Linked DNA regions of Rattus norvegicus: region 1 is linked to region 2. The links are chromatin contacts, called in public Hi-C maps. All regions are on one chromosome and are shown on one strand. The core of a region is the stretch at or near the end of the contact, and the rest is flanking DNA. Distances in the headings are between cores, read along the strand shown. Region 1 has its middle 98 kb from the start of Cdk1. Region 2 has its middle 47 kb from the start of Ank3.

Region 1 (2,700 bases), core at 123-2,622, 190 kb before region 2:
AAGAACCAGCCCCCTAAACGTTCAGGTCCCTTGGAACGGGATGAGCTCGGACAGTTTTCTTTCAATCTAGAAACTGACTCTTTGGCTCTCTCCATCTTGGAGTATGCATGGCGGAGGGGTGTGACGGGGGAGGGGGGGTTCATTGTGGCAAATGACATAGGCCCCAGACCGGAGCACTCCGTACTTTACTCCCAGAAAAAGCTTTATGAAAGCAAACTCGGTTCTCTGCTCAGGATACGCTCAGGGATTTTCATGGCTCGGTAAGTCCCAGATCTTCAACACTGTCCCGTGTGATCTGTCCCTAGTTTGGGCATTCCTCGCACCTTGTGGTCGCCAGCCTCAGGAGGCTTTTCCTCCACATTGCTACACAGGCTTTTGTCAACTAGCCTGTAGACCAAGGGACACGCTCTCCTCTCTGCCTGACGTTCCCCTGTCCTCGCAGGTGACCTAGGGTCTTCCTTCTGTGACAGATCCTTGCCGCAGTTCACGTCTATTCCAGCACAACTTTTTCCTCAGCTCTGAATGCAGCTTTGCGCGTTGCCGTTTTCTGCAGCGTGATATGCCACACAGTGCAGACCGACTAGCTGCCTCTCTGTTGTCTTCTGGTTCCCAGCAACAGTCGGGTGGGATGGCCGGGGCTGGCATCCACTCCCTGAGAATTGTGGGAAACAAGTGTCTCAGGCATGCCAAAGGCAATAAGGTTCTCTTTGTTCTGAACCTTAGCACGTCACTGGGAATTCATTTTTTTAAATGTAAATAATGGTGAAAAATACTGTTCTGAGAGATATGTTTGAAATTAATCACGTGCAAGCGAATATTTTTAGAACACCAACTGTATTATAAGTAATAGCTTAACCTTTTTAAGATCTTTTTTAATAGAATGGGTACAAATTTTAAATATTGCTTTGTTTTGGATAGTACTGTGGATACCAGTCAGATAATGCGGTGGGACATGATCACTGTCGGCTTGACTGGATTTAGAATCATCATGGAAATAGACCACTGGGTATATTTATAAGGATGTGTAACCGAGGAAGAAAGAGCCATCTTTAATGTGGGCAGCCCCACAGGCTGGCATCCTAGACTTAGTCCCACTGAGCACCGTTGGTGCTCTCTCTGCTTCCTGACCAGATCCAGTGTGTTAAGCTGCTTCTCATGCCTTCCCCACAGGGAAGGACTGGAGCCCTCCGTCGGTGACTCGGAACAAATCGTTCCCTTTTTAAAGTTGCTTTTGTAAGGTATTTTGTTACAGCAACAATGAAAGTGATGCTCTCTCTGCTTCCGGACTTCAGATCCAATGCGTTCAGCTGCTCCTCCTGCCTTCTGCCAACCCTGGAGCCCTCTGTTGGTGACTCAGAACAAATTCTTCCTTCTTTTGTTTTTTTTGGTAAGGTATTTTGTTACAGCAACAATAAAAGTGACTAATAGATGGGGTTGGGGACTTAGCTCAGTGGTAGAGAGTTTGCCTAGCAAGCGCAAGGCCCTGGGTTCAGTCCTCAGCTCCAAAAAAAAAAAAAAAAAAAAAAAAAGTGACTAATAGAGACGAGTTCTTGTGTATCATGTCATTTGGTTATATGAGATATACGCATACACCCTAACCCATGTTTCTATAAGTATTCTCAAATTCAGTGAAAGGCATTAAGACACTTGTATTTTCCTTTCTTTCTTTCTTTCTTTCTTTCTTTCTTTCTTTTTTTAAAAAAAAAACTTACCATTTTCCCAGTAATTAAAATGGCAGCCCTAATCAATCCCGCAGACGGCAATTACTCCTAAAATATGCTTGAGTTCTGTGTCTAAATTTGAGCACGCCGGGAGACCAGCAATGGCCAACCACTTTTCAAGCTAAAACTGTCTAGGCCAGGCCTCTCTGAAAGTGCATTTTTCTAAATCAACATCCATGGATAACTTTTCTCACTGACTGAAAAGCGATCTGTCTGAATAATAGGTATGGAACCCCACCCTGCCACATGGCTTGCCGTTAGATTGTCTTCGAGACACACTGAGGTCTCTTCCTTTAGCTAATCTATGAGAGGAAGTGACTGAGCGAAAAGGGTCATCGTGTGTGTGTGTGCCTGTGTGTACATGTATGTGTGTGCCTGTGTGTGCATGTATGTGTGTGCATGCATGCATGTATGTGTACATGCGTATACTCATGCATGTGTGTGCTTGTATGTGTGTTTATGCATGTGTACATCTATGCATGTGTGCATGTGTGTTCATGCATGTGTGTGCATTGTGTACATGTTTGTGTGCATGTATGTGTACGTATGTGTGTGTATGTATTTATAACATAGATTTTATGTATGTGTGTATATATGCAGTATGTATATGTCTATAGAAATATATATATGAGTTTATGATGTATATATGTGTATGGTATATATATATATGTATGTAGAAATATATGTGTATGATGTATATATGTATATAGCATGTATATATATATGTAGATACATATGCATAGATGTGTGCGATATCTATCTGTATGTATAAAGTTTATATATGTATGTAGATATATGTATTCTGTGTATGATGTATGTATGTATATGGTATATGCATGTATATAGACATGTATATATGTGTGTATGATGTGTATATATGGTATGGGTGTGTGTATGTATATATATATGTCTTATATGTCTGTATGATGTATGGTACGTGTGTATGATGTGTATATGGTATGTATATGTATAGAGATAT
Region 2 (2,700 bases), core at 159-2,658:
CAAACGCAGAGGGAAAAAACCCTTCATTCCACATGAAACACGGTCTAAGGCTAGAGTCCACAGAGAAGAACATGCGGGCACTGGGATATAGACTTTGTGCCTCCGTGTATTTCCAAGAAGTTCTTGCCCAACCTACTTCTCCTTGTCTGTCGTTGGAAATGTGACGTACAAGCTTGTGGTTGATTTTAAGGCATCAGGATTTTTAAACATTTTGTGTAACAAGAGTGCACATTTTTGTTATGATCCTTTGACACGGGGTAGTCTCCATGCTCTTGGAACACAACAAATAGATGTGAATACTGTCTCCTCAATGTAGGATAAAGAACCCCTGGTCCAACAGAGAAAGCGCCAGTGCGTCCACTGTGGTAAACCTGAGACACTCAACTGGTGGGAGCAGGTGACTACAGCTTCACAGCTCTGCAGAGCCCAGTCTGCAGTCACTGTTCCTCTGGCGTCTGAAGCCTGTTTGGGCGTGGCACCTCCTATTGGGGTGCATTGCAGACAGGAACTGGTCCCCTCATCCTAAGAGGCAGCCTAAGGAGACTGGGTTCCCGCAGTCCATTGCCTGGGCACATTCCCGGGTACCTGAGATACCCACCCTCAACCCCCAATGTGCTCTGTGTCCTAAAGGTTTGAAGAAGCTCCAGATACGGCTACCCCAAGGTCCAAGCCTCCTCATAGGGACCATACACATCCAAATCTCTCTCTCTCTCTCTCTCTCTCTCTCTCTCTCTCTCTCTCTCTCTCTCTCTCTCTCTCTCTCTGTGTGTGTGTGTGTGTACGTGTGTGTACCAGCCTTTAGCGCTGTATTCTTTGGGAGCCTTCCATCTTGATTTCTGGGCTGTGGTTTCTCACTGACCTAGGGCTTGTGGACGGCTGGCTCCAGGGTTGTACCCTTTCTGCTTCTCTGGGGCTGGCTAGGTGCTTCTTAAGTCATGTGGTAGCCTCCATTACTCGGGACCCAAGCTTTTATAAGGAGCACTTTGTTGATGGAACCATCTTCCCAGCCCCTCCCGCAGTTGTTGTTTTCCTCCCCTGAAGTTGTTTTAGATCCATTGTTTTTCCTAACGTAGTATTTAATACAATGTCAGCAGTGACTATATGGGACACTTTTCTATTGAAGTGTTTCTTGCTTAAAACGGGGCACTCAGGCCTAGAAAGTCATTGCAAGTGGAAACTTTCTAATTAATACATTTTTAGACACGTCTCTGCAGATTTTTTTTCTGAATGAGAATGAACCAGTGGCCACAAAAGACAAGAAAAGAGAGTAAATCTCATGACAGAGAAAGCAAAAGTGGGCGTATCACCATGCCTGCTTAGACCTTTAAGTTTGCCCAATACAGTTCAGAGCTAGCAAGTCGTTGGTTCAGTCATGTACTTTTTCAAACGCTAGGGGGCAGTGTTACAACAAGCGGGGAAACTGGACTGAACAGGAATGAAGATTTCTTGCCTCGCTTAACAAACCGGTACTTTCACTTACGCGCTGTAGCTCCCCCTACTTTCTCTCTGTTAAACACTGAACATACTTTAATAGGAGTTTTGCCCAGAGAAGGAGAGAGACAGAGAGAGAGGGAGAAAGAGAGGGAGAGGGAGAGGGAGAAACATAGAGGGGGAAGGAGGGAAGAAGAGAGAGAAACATTGAGGGGGGAGGAGGGAAGAAGAGAGAGAAACATAGAGGGGGGAGGAGGGAGGAAGAGAGAGAACAGAGAGAGGGGGAGGAGTGGGAGGAGAGGAAGGGGGAGGGGAGAGGGAGAGGAAGAGAGAGAGAGAAGAGAGAAGAGAGGGGGAGGGAAAGACAGACACCTGAATCCAGGCCACACTGCAGAAATTCTTATCTGTTAGAGAGCCGTTTGTACTGTGTGAATTCAGAGTACTGTTTTATGCCGTGGAACCCATTCGTTGCACATCAGTTAAAGAACTCAAGACGCACTCAAGCACAACCATCCTAGGTGTTCCAGGCTCTCCCAAGCTTTCAACAGTCTTCCTCGTGTCTGGTACCGGAAGTGGAGGGACGTTTTGGTTGATGGTTGAAATGGTAATGCCGAAAAGAATGCCTGGACAAGGCAGAGGGATGGCTCTGTAGAGACGGCAGAAATGGCGGGCCTGCCGCACAACGGATTATGTGTCTGGTGACGAAGTAGAGGGAAGCAGAGTTTCCCAACACCCACCCTCACGGGACACAACCGCTATCAATGGCGGATCTTTTGAACTCTTTCCTTCTTCTGTCTCTACCCCTCCCATTGCTGCATTCAGACTGAATCAGTATCTATGGCTCTGGTCCTTTGGTTCTTTCACATGCTCTACCAGCTCCGGGAACTCACCACTATTTTAAACTGTTTGGAGCTTGTAACCCCAGAGCCGGAGATGCGCACACAGGCAGTTCTCAGAAGCTCACTGTCCAACCTGTCTGGCAAGATCAAAAACTTCACTTTCATCCTTGTCTTAGTTAGGGTTTTACTATTGTGAACAGACACCATGACCAAGCCAACTCTTATAAGGACATTTAATTGGAGCTGGCTTACAGATTCAGAGGTCCAGTCCATTATCATCAGGGTGGGAACACGGCAGCATCTAGGCAGACATGGTGCAGGAGAAGCTGAGAGTTCTACTTCTTCATCTAAAGGCAGCTAGTGGAAGACTGACTTCCTGGCAGTTAGGGTGAGGGTTTGAAGCCCACGCACACATGGATACTCCCACTCC

Evidence for each region. A called contact is a pair of places that touch in the nucleus more often than the background predicts.
Region 1: a contact with region 2 is called in a Hi-C map of the A7r5 cell line, with 9 times the contacts expected there. The contact joins two enhancer-like sites. A contact is called at or near these places in 12 of 12 Hi-C or Micro-C datasets (the A7r5 cell line, the Rat2 cell line, Schwann cells and 7 more) and 1 of 1 datasets of contacts at active chromatin or transcription factors (oligodendrocytes).

The regions. Positions count from the first base shown.
Region 1 is chr20:19,165,768-19,168,467 of GRCr8, reverse strand. It overlaps a transcript of Ank3 not described here. Among named protein-coding and RNA genes, the nearest start is that of Cdk1, 98 kb to the left of the region's middle. Within about 2 kb of position 1,372, at least 3 of the 93 cell types and tissues checked have an H3K27ac peak or open chromatin away from gene starts, as enhancers often do. A contact at or near this core is called in the A7r5 cell line, where this site is marked.
Region 2 is chr20:18,974,834-18,977,533 of GRCr8, reverse strand. It overlaps a transcript of Ank3 not described here. Among named protein-coding and RNA genes, the nearest start is that of Ank3, 47 kb to the right of the region's middle. Within about 2 kb of position 1,408, at least 6 of the 93 cell types and tissues checked have an H3K27ac peak or open chromatin away from gene starts, as enhancers often do. A contact at or near this core is called in the A7r5 cell line, where this site is marked.